Regions from separate parts of the Mus musculus genome. Here regions 1, 2, 3 and 5 are each linked to region 4. A link is a contact called in public HiChIP or PLAC-seq, Micro-C and promoter capture Hi-C data. All regions are on one chromosome and are shown on one strand. Each heading gives the region's core, a stretch centred on a gene start, on an enhancer-like site or on the middle of the called end of the contact. The rest is flanking DNA. Distances are from core to core; before and after follow the strand shown.

Region 1 (2,700 bases), core at 107-2,606, 350 kb before region 4:
CATGCATGATCAAAGAAGAAAAATTACAGCAAGAAAAAAAATTAAAATTGCAGGAGAAATGACAAAGTATGACATGTCCTGCCACCTGCCCTGGGAAAGTCTGTGAAGGTCTGTGTAGTGAGCAGCCTGTATCCGAGGCTTCACCTGCCCATCTTCACAGCAAATCTGCCACCAACCATAATACATATAACGATTTACATCCAATTTAACTATAGGAAAATTTTTTCTAGGTCAGAACCTAAAGGGCATCTATTCTTGGATTGGGATGACTGTATTGTAACTGCCCTTTAACATGTGGAGCTGGGTGAGCCTTAGCTGGAAGGTACTGATTTTTTGTGAATTACGCCCTGAGCATAACAAAATTGTCTTTCCTCAAAAACATGTTCCAACTAATGAATATTCTCTGACTTTTTTATATTATTTTCTTCATCATTATAACTGAAACATATTTCAATTGTAAGCAGTTTCAATAATAACTTTATTAAAATTTCACCCATATAAACATAATTTCTATGTTAAATGGAATGCCATTTGCATGCGTTTTGACATATACTTCTGACTTTTCTTTCCCAGCAGTCATTAGAACTACTCAGTGACATATTTAAGTGCAGATATGGATGTATTCACTGTATTATAGTACATTTTTAATTAATGACAGTATAATAAAATCATGTCTCATCTATATAACAAATTAGGATAATTTAAATGATAATTGGACAATCTACCCTCCTTTAAAATGGTTGGAAATAAATTCTGGATGGACATACTCATTTTTTACAAAAGTTACAGTTCTAATAAATTCATTCTGGAAAATAAATGCTCTAGTGTACATAGCAAAAGAAGGGACTTAAGGATGTGCAGGGAGACACCGACCTTGCTGTTTGCATGGGTCATTTCTGAAAATCAGAAAGCCAGGGGAGAAACTCCCTCAGCACACTCCACACACTGGTTCGAGGAAGCTGTGCATTCCTCTGCTGAGTACCCCACGAACCCCAGAAACGACTCACTCAGCTTTGGATCCCTGTCTACATCCATCATGTGGGCAACTCACTTTTTTCTATACTTTTGCCTAAACATACTTCAAATACCTCTTCCACAGAGAAACAAAGATGCAGCTGATTTATCAGCAGTACAACCAAGAAAACTGATATCTTTCTGTATCGAATACCAGTTGTTGCCTCTAACAGAAGGAAAGCTGAGGGGAGAGGGAGCTCGTCTGTCTGATGGAAACACGGAAACACGACTGCCTTGGCTACAACTTCAACTCTACAAAGTTCATTGTGTGCTGTGGAAGGCTCCTCTATGCTTTGATGTAACTTTGGGCAGGGGGCGGGGGGGGGGCGGGGAATCAATCAGTCACTGTAAGGAGACAGCCTCCTGCATACCAGCCCTGCTGTGGGGGTCACATAGTCGCTCTGAAGCACTAGAAGGGCAAAATTTGTAGCCCCGAGGAATTCCCAGCCTGGGTAGCTATAAAACTAAACACAGAGTTTTTATAAGCCTGTTGTCCAGGAGCAGTGCTGTGACCATTCATATCCACTAACGATGTCTCTCAAAGATCACATTCCAAGTTATTCCCTTGTTCGATCCTCCCATGTTTCCTCCTTTCTCCCTGCAGTCCTGCTGCCCCCAAGCACATGTCTATTTACTGTCTCTTCTTCCCCTTCTTTCTATCTCACATCTATCTTCACATTCCAGTATATTTTGAAAAAATTAAAAAAAACTGAAGGGAAATAGAGTTTTTGGGTTTTAATTTTGTTTTTAAATGCTAATTTATTCTCATTCATGTTTTCCCAATTCCACAACTGGCTTCATGGTGATCTATGTCTATTTAATGAGATGCTTGAGTCAGTTCATATAACTTTACCATATTTAGCATCCAGAAATATGCCTGCTAAAAGCTGACAAAGAATGTAATATTTATAGCTGACATGATAAACAAAGACAAGAACAAGGAAAGCTCTAGCAAGCCCCTGGGAAGTCGGGGAGATTAGCATGAAATGCAGGTGGCATGAGACACAGGTCAGGAAGCAACTGCATCCCCTATAGCTGCTTAGCAACCAGAAGGTGCAGCTGACCTAGCTTTTAATGGGTAAGATCAGGTGGTGCCTGGAGACTTAGTAGCTGATAAGGCAGAGTTATTGAGGAGCTGGTAAACTCAACAGCTAAAAAGAATCCCATAGATCATTTTTCCTTTAAATGTTCATTCTGCTTTATTAAGATAGAAATACTCTAAAATGCAGACACCATGACCTTGGTTCATAAAACAGAACATTGACACATAAGACTCTAATTTTAGACCAACAATAGAAAATAAAATTTCAATGTCCCAATAGTGACTAGACGTTTTCTTTCATACTTTACCTTTCGCATCATGCTTTGGGTATTATGAAACATAGCCCAATAGACCAGATTTCTGTATTTAACTCATTATTTTTTTATGTATCTTTATATATTTTTTCCATTTCTAGCTTTCTAGAAAATTTTCATATTTTGAAGGAACTTTGGAATAAAAATTATACTACGAAGTGTTTATGCTTTAAAACAACTTACAGATATTGTGGCGCAGTGGCTAATACTACATGCTGCTCCTTCACAGGACCCAAGCTCAACTCCTCATGTCAACATCAGGTGGCTATGCCCACCTGTAACTCCTGGTCCCATGGAGAATCAGACATCCACCTCAGCCTTTGTGGGCAC
Region 2 (2,700 bases), core at 94-2,593, 330 kb before region 4:
AGGGTTTAGACATAAACCTTAACTACAAATAAGGCTGGGAAATGTAGCTGCCCTGTGCTTAGGAAACAAAGGGCAAAGCTTGAACACAGGCAGAGCTACTGTTACCATATCTGCTACACTGGGGGCTGTTGGACTCATTTTGTCTATGGTCTTGTGTCTGGAATGAGGTTGACATTGCTCATAGGATACTCTCTAGTTGCCAGGCTGGCATGACTCTGACAGAGAACCTGCCTACTTCATCATTCTGGCACGGATTCAATTTTAAATGCAATCCACAGTTTTTAGTTCTTACTCCAGTTGATATCTTTCCATGTGCCAGCATACCCCTTCTTGCTTTTTCATTGTAAGTAGGCTCCAGGCGCCCCACCCCAGGGTCTAAGAGTCTAACCTAAGTGATCCCAGACAACTTCATACCATTATGTATGGTTCTTTGAATCCAGCATGCTGCCAGTCCTCTATGCTTTTGATAGTTTTCCTCTCTATCCGGATTTAGCTCCAGCATCCCTTCAACAGATCAGTGGCTGTCCTCTCCCCCTGAGAAGACTGGCATACAGCTAGTAGAAATATAGGGCTCACCGCCTAGAATTAGATGTCCTATTAACTCATATGTAAGCCCTGTAAGGATCGCAAAGCCTGGGACAGTGTTGTATTTTTCTATACGAACAAATAATAAATAAATAATAGTAAAGACGATATAGAAACATTTTATGGTATTTTGTATGAGTGAATGAATATGACTAAAGTATGTGGTACCCAAGGATCAAGTCACCAGGAATTCTGGACTTTAAAACACTGATATAACAAGAAGAATGTCATATCACAATGAAAGTGTCATAACTGTGAGCATATTAGGACCATAATTTCTCATTTTCTACCAAGCCCTGGGATTATTGACCTAAACGAACAACTCAGCATTCCTAATTTAGCTAAATATAGGTATCTGGCACTCAGTAAAATAACTGACTCAGACTTTAGACATTATCTCTATGGTTAACAGAGAAAATGTTTTTGCTAGACATGTCTGTCCTTCTGAAATGGTCATCCACACCCTTTCACTGCCATGAGAGGACTTATCTATGTGTTATTATGTTGGGATTGGCCATGGCACTCAATTCTCCCTAGTCAGGACCAGAGAGTACAGAGGTCTGCCCTAAAACTATGACTGGCATTTGACCAATAAAATCAAGCTAGTTGATGTGGCAGAAGGTTGAAGCAGGCAGGCATTGCTGAATGTGCCTTTGCAATGTATGCTCAGGTTGTCACCAGGAGAAAGCATGGCCTTATGGGAGATTTTAGGGGATTCCTTACACAGAGCTGCCTGAGCCAGCCTGTCCAGCTAATAAGCACCCAGAGCGGATGTAATCAGAGAGGAAGCATTTTCAGCTGAGCTGCCGAACTTCCAGATGTCTGTTATGTACCAAATGTTCATGCACATGGCTTATATGAATTTTTCCTTGTACTGTGTCTCCTTCAAGACACATGCCCAACTAGATAGTAAGTGGTTTCTGAATGAGGCCATGTACTTTGAACCAATTCCAGCTACAGAGAATAGATACCAACAAGGAAGTTCAAATGAGCCATTCATGGAGGTAGTTAATGAACTAGCACACCTCAGTTTGGATAACTGTATAAGGGAGAAGCCTTACACACAGTAACAGAAGTTCACAGAGCTGAAGTGATGGGAGGGAGGCTGCAAGGAGAGGAAAGAGAGGTAAGCCATTAGGGTAGAAATTGCTAACACTCGTATGCAACCTGAGTATATTTAGTGCCATAATTAGAAATGCAATCTACAGTAATGGTGTCTCCATGCTAACAGTTATTAGTTTAATAAAACTGCTGGTATGATAATGTAGATGCTATTGCTGAAACAGCTCCCTAATTGAAGGGCTCTTACTACAGTCACTTTAAAACAGACACATAAATAAGTGGAGACAGTTGAAAGTACACAGAGCTTCCTTTAGGGCTGAACCTATGAAGAACTCTACTTCTCCTCACCTTAATACCTTAGACCTAGACTTTAACAGTTTCCAGTTTTATTTTCTCTTTCAGAACACATTAACATAGAGTCTAAACACCACTTAGCTTTGTATCTTGCTTTGGAAGTGGGATCTGCTGACCCCAACTTGGGTCCTTAATGGAAACTCAGTCCAAACCTGAAGGCGAGTATCATTCTTAACGGGATCGGAGGATGATTGGAAGAAGAGTTTGAGAAGCACTGGGTTTCCATATAGAGGAATTTATCCATGCACAAAGTAAAAATGTATATTTATAATATACAATATATGAAATATACATTGTAATTCACAAAATATGGTTTTATATTTTAGTTATGGTTTTCTTGGTTAGGGGAAAAATGACACCATGATACTAGACAATGTTTTACTACCTGGAACAGATTGTTGTTTAGGGACAGAGCTTTCTGCTTTATTATGATGACCTTTTTTCTTTTTAATGGTTTTTTAAAATGTTCTTTGACTCTGGAAGCCTTTGATATGTTTTATAAATCAAACATCTCCATTGGCAATATTCTGGGGGCCGTCCTCATGTCCTCATCTGGTTGATTTGAGGTGTAACAGTCGTCTTTCTGGAGGCAGTTCATGATAGCAGCTGGCAGAAAGGAAACAGGAATCATGCAATCTTTAGTGGGAACGGACCATTCTGCATTTTAGCACCTTCCGTACACGTCTTGATCCTGAATTG
Region 3 (2,700 bases), core at 107-2,606, 290 kb before region 4:
GGCTATGACTCCAAAAGAAAGAATGCTAGTCATGATTATAGTTGTAAGTTCAATTTTCTACACTGAAGAATTAATAATGACATACATTCCAAAATAGTAATTATAGAATGAATTGGGCATAATTTCCAGAGTATAAATTGGCTCGTGCAGCAATATTTTTCCCACAAATATAACAGAATGAAATTTATGAAAGACCAATATAAAACTTCCAAATAAATCTGGCCATGTTTAATTTGACAAAACAAAAACAAAGACAAAAAAAAACAAGAAACCTGCTCATGTTAGCATATTTAAGGACATCAGTAGCTAGAAGCAGTTTTCAGAACTAACACTTAACAAAACTCACATGGTACTTTGAAATTAACAAAACTACAAAGAAATCTCACAATCCATACCTTTCTTTTCTTCCTTTTATTTAAAATATGTTACTACTACATGTTTATTTACTGTGCATGTGGGGATGGAGGAGGGTTGCCTAGAGGAGTTGGTTCTTTCCTTCCACCCCATGTGTCCCCATGTGTCCCCATGATCAAACTCAGGTCTTCAGGCTTAGCAACAAGTAGCCTTATATCCTGAGCAATGTCACAGACACCACAATCCACACTCTTGGGGGAAAACTCATTATAATTTAAATATATTTCTCTTACAACTAGTTCTCATCCAATAAAGAATTAGAAGAATTTCTGCAGTGTTTACAATATCCATAAAATTCATCTCCCTGCATGCAAACTTTTACTCAATAGAATTAAATCCAGACCAAAAAATCAGTGAGACTATGGAGGCGATAGTTGGATGAACACAGAACAGGGAGGAGGCAAAGATGGTTGGAACCAGTGATAAGTAGTTACATGAAACTCATATAAGTTTCTAGACATAATTATACACCAACCCAGGTGTCACAGGATCAGGAAAAATAGCAGGATCCAGATAGTTGGATAAATCTGTTGTTTTTGATGTTTTATCAGTGCTGAAGGTCTAGCCCAGGGCCATATTCACACTAAATAAGCTCTGCTGCATTCCAGCCTTGCTATTCATTTGCTTTTAGTAACAGGCTGAGACCCACACAACTTGGAAAGAAAGGGCATTATTAATTCTTTACATTTAAACCATAGTGTCAAGTATCAGGCTTTCATACTTCTTGCAGAGATCTCTTAAAATGAATTGTATTTCAGCTTGACCTTGAGATCGAAAATGGTAGATTGGGTTCAAGCATCTAGATGAAGCAGGAGAGGTTCATTTGTCTCATAAGCCAGCAGGGTTTGCTAATGTTTCTGGTCCACAGAATATGCATCAGGCCAAGCTAAGATGCTGATTTAGTTGGTCTGGGTGATCTTGAACATCTGTTCTTTTTAGAACCTGCTGAATAAGCTAAAATGTAGTCTAATTTCAGAAAAACTGGAGTCTACCACCATCTTTATGATGGATCCTTTCTCTACAGCTGCTGTTTGAATAGTCCTTCAGGATAAAGGAATAATGTAACTGTGGAATCGTTGATTGCTGCCCGATATAAGGGGGGAGAGGAGGTTGTGCCTCCTTCTACAAGCTTTTGGTGGTGTCTGAATAATATATAACATCCTTATCTCTTTGGACATCACACACACAGAAAAGTCAACTCAGTTCAAGGCAATAACAAACACACTGACCGTTCTGTGAAGAGTGGTCCAGAGATTCAATATATTGGCCTTACCTAGGAACTTCGCAAGAAATGCAACATTTTAGTTTCCCCCAAACTCACTGACTTAAAATTTATATTTTAATAAGATTTTAAAGATGATTTGGGGGCTCATTAAAACTGGAAAAGTGCAGCTTTAATGACACTCTCTTGTGTTTCTCCTAAGTTTTTGATCAAAGGGAGGTGTTAGTACAGTATCCATAGCACTTAAGAAAATTAACACGAGCATCTGGCCAGAAGGAGTTAGCAGAATACAGGGAGCCATTGCATCCTTTCCTGTTTGGTATAGACAAAGCAAAGCAAGGATCTCCTGTGGAGCAGCCCGGATTCTCCAAGGTGAGCAGCTGCTTCCTGTGCTCTGTGGTGATGCAATGGTGAGACACTCCCTAGGACAACTCCCTGCACCTCGGACTCACCCAAACATACCCATCGTTCTCTTCTGAGTCGTACTTAATGACCTCTAGTTTTAAAGATTTATTTTAATCTTATGTGTATATGTGTTTTCTTTGCATGTGTGTCTACACAACACTGTAGTGCCAGAGCAGACCAGAAGATTGTGTCAGGTTCTCTGCAAATGGAACTCAGGATGGCTCTCTGAGAACCCAACTGGGTCCCCTGGAAGAGAAACAAGTGCTGCACCATCTCTCCAGGCACTGATCTTTATTTATTTATTTTTTTTTGTTAATAGTTTCAAACGATGAGTTATTTAATGTGATCAATAAAGAATTCACTAGCTAAGAGTAACGGACTGTCCAACTGATAACCTTTCCGTATGACTGCCTCTCTGCAACCTGACTCTCCTTCAACTCCTGTGAGGTCAACTCTTCCAGATAGCACTCATGAATGAACCTGGCTCATTGTCTTTCTTTGTCTTCTTCCTCTTAGCACAACAATGTCCCATTTCAGAGGTGTCACACAGGCAGTACTGGATCCTTTTTAAGGCTGAGAACTATTCTGTCATACACCTGGAGCACATTTTCTTCACCTACCAACGGAATAAATGAACACTACAATTGTTTCCATTTCTT
Region 4 (2,700 bases), core at 154-2,653:
TTATTCGGGTGAGTGGTTCTTATCAAACCCATTGGATGACACCCAGGAAGCCACATCGATAGGGTAATGTGCATTCCATTGGAGGTTTCTGTCAGAAGCCTTCAAGTGTTCTGAAGGTAACTAGGGTGGAGGGAAGGGAGAGGTCATAGGAAGTCCTGGAGCCGGCCAGGATCTCTCCTATACAGCAACGGGTGCAAGTAAACCGGAGGGTGAAGTTGTGGGTCTATTTCAAAGTGAAGACCTAAGCAAGCTTGTTTTTCAAAACCTGGCCCTGTCTCTAAGTCCATCCTGCGCTCCTCGGCCCCAACAGCTACTAGTTTGCTCACCAATCCGTTTCTGGTGTGCACCAACAGCCCTTTCTAAGGCCCCTCACTCTGCAGTCAGGCGCTAAAGTTTGGCATCAACGACCACCTGTCGGCTGTACTGCTGTGTCCTCTGCTGCTTGGCCAGCATTTTAAAAAAATGCTCAAGGGTTAGCAGTAACTGCAAGGTTTGGGACCTGGATAGTAGCTAGTACTTCTTGAAAGAGGGCAAAGGAGGTAATAGGATGCCTTAGCTAGCTGAGGTGGTGGGGGATGCATCTAGTACTCTCCAGCGCTATCCAGCTGCTTCTAACTTCATGCTCTTTTCAAACTCTCAGGACCTGTCACTGGGTAAAACATGTCCCTTCGGTTCCACTGGCCCCAAAGACTTAAGTCCCTCAGGAGGTGCTGGCCAGACCCAGCAAAGATGTCAACTCTAAACCCCCTAGGAGGAGGAGAGCGCGCGGAAAGCTGCCACCCTCTACCACCCACCCAGGCATCTGGCAACCTGTGCGCCCTAGGCTGCCCGCTCCCGCTCCAGCGCCCCATTGCATAACGCGCCCCTCGCCCCACCCCCACGCAGCCCGCCCTAGGGTGCCCGGTCCGCACCCCACTGCGCCGCCCCTCACTTACATCATCCCACTTGACGAATTTGGTGCCCTTCTTGAGGCTGTCGGACACGCACACGGGCTTGAGTTGCAAGGCGTGCACTCCGGGCTGAGCCCCAGCCATCTGGGCTCATCGGGGCTCCGGGCGGCCCGGGCGAGCGCAGTGGAGACGGGACGCGGAGCTCCGGGCGCGAGCGGGCTTGGCTCTCGATTCACCAGGCTCTGGGCTTCGCTGCCCGCCGGCCTCCGGCCTCTTGGCCTCCGCACCTCTGGCCCGCGCCGCTTAGTAAGCGGGACGACACGCGAGGGTACAGCAGCCTGCCATGCCCCGGGCGGGACGCAGGATCTGGAGCCCGCGGTGACTGTAGAGCCTCGGGAGACGCGGAGGAGCAGAGCCGGGCAGTGCGAGTCGCCCGCCGCTGGATCCTGCTCGGCCGCCGCCTGGAAGCGCACCATTCAGCACATCCTCTGTGCACAGAGGGAGCGCGCGAGTGACACGCTCCGGTCCCCTCCTCCCTCCGCTCCTCCCGCCCCTGCTCCGCCACCCTCGCTCGCGGTCCTCCTCCCCCAGCTCCCTGCCCAACTTTGCGCGCTGGGTCAGCAACGGGAAGCGGGGACGCAGCGGCACCTCCCGGCTCCCGGGCCCCACTGCAGCCGACGCCTGCGCCGCACACCCTCTGAGCATGCCCGGTGCCCCTAGCCAAGGCTGGCGTTTGGGGGGCTTTCTGGGAAAGATATGGTTAGTGGTTAATCAGATCCTAACCAGTATGTAAAGAAGAACATTGAGGCAGAACGGGGAGAGAGCCCTAGGCTTTCTTTCTCTCTGGTGCTTTCCGGCCTTTTCAAAGAAAGGGTTCTTATTTTGTATAGAGAAGCACTTGAGAGGTTTAGCTCAAGAACTCCAGAGAAAACTTGTCCTGCCAGAAAGTTTGAAGCCTATAACCTAGATGGCCCACAAACAGTGTTTAGGAAATAAAAAGCTCGGGGAGGGGGGCAGCAAAGCTTTTATTCCTTAGAAAGATGAAAGGAGTGGGGCCCAGGGCCTGGGACAGGGTGGGAGTCATATAGAATCATAGGTATAGGGATGTCATCTTCACTCACAAGGTTCATACTGTCGAGTGTTTTAGAGGTTGTAGAGCATCTAGAATCTCCGTCCATCACAAAGGTGGAGGGTGGGGTATAAAGTGGCAAGTATACTTCAGAAAATAACCACTAATAAAGTTAAAGATTTGTGTATCACACAATCCAAAACTTCTGCTCCTAGATGTTTGCTCAAGAGAAAGGAAACCATACCCAAAGGAAACTTGTCCAGCAATGGTAAAGGCAACTGAAACTTGTAAACGTCAAACAATAGGTGACTAAAAAAACAAAGTTTAGTTAAGTTTCTAAGTTCCCCAAACTATTCCATGATGAGAAGGGACAGAGACTCCAGAACATATCCATGATCACACAAAGTTTAAGCCAAACAAGAGCGTGCAACAAGATGCCCTCTGCAGGGTCTGTAGAAATAATCCAGGTATTCTGTGGTGACAGAAAGTAGATCGAACAGGTACCTGTGGCCAGTAGCGAGCAAAATTTGGCATCAAGGGGAACCTTTGAGAATGATGGGAAGATTCTGTACCGGCGTATTTACATTTGACAAACCTTGTACGACTAGACACATAAAATGAGTGAATTTTATTCTAATAAACACTGCCCTAAAGGTTGGTTTTGGAAAAGAAGAAGCAGTATGAAGAAGAGACTCCAGTAAAATGGTTTTAGACGGTCAAGGCACTTGCCAGCAAGCCTAA
Region 5 (2,700 bases), core at 16-2,515, 380 kb before region 4:
TGATAAGGTGTCGCCCATGTGTGTGTTGGAGGATATGGCATGTGCTCTTATCATAAATGTTACAGCAGCGATTTGGGTGTCAGGGCTTCATCAGAAGCATCTGAAAAGGTTTCAGCTGGAGAATAGACTATAATTTCCATGTCTGCCCCAAATAATCAGCCACTGACAGGCTAGAAATTCTTAGCAGTAAAGATTGAGCCAATTTTCTCTATTTCATAAAAGCACATTATTTTCACAAAGAAACTTTTAAATGATGTTAGGCTGGATTGAAGTCGCATGAAAGAGACACTGAGTCACGGGAATGGTTTTTAAATGGAAAGAAGTTTAATAAGTGACTGTGAGTGCTGAACAGTGTGCTGGTGTGACAGTGATTGGTGTGTTGGACAGCCTACCTCTGAAAAGATCTGCTGGATAATAATTAAAGCACGTAGGTTACTCTCAGCATTGGAAAATTCTTTCCAAGCTAATTCAGATCAGTATGTAAGCTCTTAGCTACTGACCAGTGCCATGCCTTGCCGGCCTTCATATTCCCTGCCTTGATGGTTGTAAACCTACACCCTGCGACTGTGATCAAGGCCACCAAATTTTCTTCTATAAGTTCTCTTGGTCATAGCATCTCTTTCACAGCATTAGAACATTAACTAAGGCACCAAGTCACTGGGGACTTAATCTACGGCCTTGGGTGTACAAGGTAAGCGCTGCTTACAGAATTCCCTTCCCAGTCCTTTTTACTTCTGCAAGGTCTGAAGTTCGTGTTGAACTCAGCAAAGACAGGACTTGAACTTTTCAATCCTCTTGCCTCGGCTTCTTGAGTAGCTGAGATGACAGACCTGTGCCATTGTGCCTAGTGGTGGTAAATGTATACTCACAACACTATGGCCAGTACTTCGACTCCTTGTTTATTACTTAAAAGAGATGAAATATAGCCATTTAATGACTTGTCCATAATACCTTTTTCATATTAATCTCAAATTGGAAATAACTGAAAGCTCCACAAACTGGTAAAGTGATAAGTAAATTATAGCATATTAAGAGCTGCATGTAGCAGTGAGTTGCTGATATCCAAGCTATCAATGATTCTCAGTATTATAATGTTTACAGCAATAGTTTTTCAACTGCCCTAATGTTACAATCCTTTAATACACTTTCTCATGTTGTAGTGATCTGACCATGAAATTATTTTTCTTGTTGTTTCACAACTGTAATTTTGCTGCTGTTATGATTCATAATATAAATACCTCTGTTTCCCAATGGTCTTGGACAATCCATGCGAAAAGGTCATTTGATCCCCAAAGGAGACCATAACCCACAGGTTGAGAACCACTGGTTTAAAGAAATAGACACAACGGATATTCTAATATATGATCCCACTTATATTAAGCTTAAGTAAAGGGAAAATATGCTATGGTAGTTGGAAACAGGTTGGTGGTTAGCTGGAAACTGCATGGGGATTGATAAGAAAATAATACAGAGGCAACTTTCTGGACAGATTAAATGTATATATCATAATCTGAGTGCTGATCTTGTGTTCCCAGAAAGCTGTATAATTGCAAGGAAGAATATACTTAATATTTGTATTATCTGGGGTTTGGGGATGTAGTCTGTGGCAGGGCATCTGCCTAGCATGTACTGAACCCCTTGGCTCAAGCTGAAGCTGAGCCCACTCTTTAAAGCTCCCCTAAAAGCATTGAATATTCTGTGGTGAGCTGCTTCTTGGAGATAACAGGTGATTTTATGATGGCCCCTGATAGGAATGGTGTTTTGGAATCATTTACTTTGATCTTTTCTGACTTCATTGTTGATTCTTTTCCCATACCTCAAATACTGTCAATAGTCATATCAGTAAGAATAAAGACTTAAAGCATTAAAATCTTCTGGGAGGTGTATGGGTGGAAATATATGAACCACAAGAAAAAGTCATCTTTCTGTCCTTAGAAGATAATGGTTGTTGAAGAATTGAGTAGTCAATAGAACTGAAAACCAAATTTTTGTGTACCAAATGCTCGTGGCATCTTAGGAAATGATTCCATTCTGTACTGGAGCTGTGCCGGCAAATCTAAACGGTGAGAAAAAAATCTTTCAAAGGCCTGCATTACAACAGCAGAAACCAAAACAAAACTGTGAAATTGCCTGCTTCACACGTGTAAGAGTGTGTCTTTTGAATATCATGATTATTTTGTCCTGAGAAAGTATAAAACACATGCAGATTATAAAGGCACTGTGACCGACAACTGACTTGCCTGTGGAACTCAGTTTGCAATTTTAGGTAACAAAATCCAACTGATAAAAATTCAGCCCAGTTTTTTATGGAGTTATGGGTATGAAGTATACAGTTTTCAGTTATTGTCAGATGTATCAAGGACACATCCTAGCAACAGATATCACTCGAACATGTAGTCAATGTGTATTTCCCAGGCTTATCCTCAGTTCCAAATATGTCCTACAGGTGATTAATATGTAACTATAAAATCAAACAACTCAAGAGGATGTAAGTTTAAGGTAAGCTTAAGTACAATAAATGAAGCTGTATCAACTCAGTTATATAATATTGTAAAATGGTAACTTAGCAAAACAAAAATTTATGTGTGATTTTTGGTAAAATACAGGTACTAATATTTTATGAAATTCCATTCAATTTAATTATTTTCACTAATAATATGGGAAAAGCTATGGTAACAATGGACATTGAACTTCTAATCT

Evidence for each region. Promoter capture Hi-C pulls out the DNA fragments that hold promoters and counts their contacts. A called contact is a pair of places that touch in the nucleus more often than the background predicts. HiChIP or PLAC-seq counts read pairs in DNA pulled down with a chosen protein or histone mark.
Region 1: a contact with region 4 is called in an H3K4me3 HiChIP or PLAC-seq map of neural tube, with 6 times the contacts expected there. The contact joins the enhancer-like site here to the promoter of Plcb1 in region 4. A contact is called at or near these places in 10 of 39 promoter capture datasets (the 3T3-L1 cell line, 3T3-L1-derived adipocytes, the C10 cell line and 6 more), 1 of 15 datasets of contacts at CTCF or cohesin (the NIH/3T3 cell line), 4 of 484 Hi-C or Micro-C datasets (cerebral cortex, cortical neurons and neural progenitor cells), 11 of 115 datasets of contacts at active chromatin or transcription factors (SST interneurons, craniofacial prominence, embryonic basal ganglia and 7 more) and 3 of 9 other capture datasets (adipose tissue, liver and pancreatic islet).
Region 2: a contact with region 4 is called in a promoter capture Hi-C map of second pharyngeal arch cranial neural crest, with 5 times the contacts expected there. The contact joins the enhancer-like site here to the promoter of Plcb1 in region 4. A contact is called at or near these places in 15 of 39 promoter capture datasets (the 3T3-L1 cell line, 3T3-L1-derived adipocytes, the C10 cell line and 8 more), 1 of 15 datasets of contacts at CTCF or cohesin (the NIH/3T3 cell line), 22 of 484 Hi-C or Micro-C datasets (the C2C12 cell line, ECoMG-derived neutrophils, cerebellum and 13 more), 11 of 115 datasets of contacts at active chromatin or transcription factors (SST interneurons, VIP interneurons, craniofacial prominence and 8 more) and 2 of 9 other capture datasets (adipose tissue and liver).
Region 3: a contact with region 4 is called in an H3K4me3 HiChIP or PLAC-seq map of embryonic stem cells, with 10 read pairs. The contact joins the enhancer-like site here to the promoter of Plcb1 in region 4. A contact is called at or near these places in 9 of 39 promoter capture datasets (the 3T3-L1 cell line, 3T3-L1-derived adipocytes, cranial neural crest and 5 more), 1 of 15 datasets of contacts at CTCF or cohesin (the NIH/3T3 cell line), 4 of 484 Hi-C or Micro-C datasets (3T3-L1-derived adipocytes, the AML12 cell line, beige adipocytes and 1 more), 14 of 115 datasets of contacts at active chromatin or transcription factors (SST interneurons, bone marrow-derived dendritic cells, bone marrow-derived macrophages and 10 more) and 3 of 9 other capture datasets (adipose tissue, liver and pancreatic islet).
Region 5: a Micro-C map of brown adipocytes shows a contact between it and region 4, with 3 times the contacts expected there. The contact joins the enhancer-like site here to the promoter of Plcb1 in region 4. A contact is called at or near these places in 13 of 39 promoter capture datasets (the 3T3-L1 cell line, 3T3-L1-derived adipocytes, cranial neural crest and 8 more), 4 of 484 Hi-C or Micro-C datasets (3T3-L1-derived adipocytes, brown adipocytes, nephron progenitors and 1 more), 6 of 115 datasets of contacts at active chromatin or transcription factors (SST interneurons, VIP interneurons, embryonic forebrain and 3 more) and 3 of 9 other capture datasets (adipose tissue, liver and macrophages).

What each region holds. Positions count from the first base shown.
Region 1 is chr2:135,139,452-135,142,151 of GRCm38.p6, reverse strand. All of the region lies in intron 3 of Plcb1 (phospholipase C, beta 1), which reads right to left. Among named protein-coding and RNA genes, the nearest start is that of 4930545L23Rik, 75 kb to the left of the region's middle. Within about 2 kb of position 1,356, at least 18 of the 459 cell types and tissues checked have an H3K27ac peak or open chromatin away from gene starts, as enhancers often do. A contact at or near this core is called in SST interneurons, craniofacial prominence, embryonic limb bud and 1 more, where this site is marked.
Region 2 is chr2:135,111,319-135,114,018 of GRCm38.p6, reverse strand. All of the region lies in intron 3 of Plcb1 (phospholipase C, beta 1), which reads right to left. Among named protein-coding and RNA genes, the nearest start is that of 4930545L23Rik, 100 kb to the left of the region's middle. Within about 2 kb of position 1,343, at least 3 of the 459 cell types and tissues checked have an H3K27ac peak or open chromatin away from gene starts, as enhancers often do. A contact at or near this core is called in SST interneurons and second pharyngeal arch cranial neural crest, where this site is marked.
Region 3 is chr2:135,072,532-135,075,231 of GRCm38.p6, reverse strand. The region is part of intron 3 of Plcb1 (phospholipase C, beta 1); the gene reads right to left. Among named protein-coding and RNA genes, the nearest start is that of 4930545L23Rik, 140 kb to the left of the region's middle. Within about 2 kb of position 1,356, at least 4 of the 459 cell types and tissues checked have an H3K27ac peak or open chromatin away from gene starts, as enhancers often do. A contact at or near this core is called in embryonic stem cells, where this site is marked.
Region 4 is chr2:134,784,867-134,787,566 of GRCm38.p6, reverse strand. It overlaps Plcb1 (phospholipase C, beta 1), which reads right to left and starts at 1,403. Exons shown (of 32, transcript NM_001145830.1): 1 at 936-1,403. The coding sequence starts at 1,034.
Region 5 is chr2:135,163,061-135,165,760 of GRCm38.p6, reverse strand. The region is part of intron 3 of Plcb1 (phospholipase C, beta 1); the gene reads right to left. Among named protein-coding and RNA genes, the nearest start is that of 4930545L23Rik, 51 kb to the left of the region's middle. Within about 2 kb of position 1,265, at least 2 of the 459 cell types and tissues checked have an H3K27ac peak or open chromatin away from gene starts, as enhancers often do. A contact at or near this core is called in brown adipocytes, where this site is marked.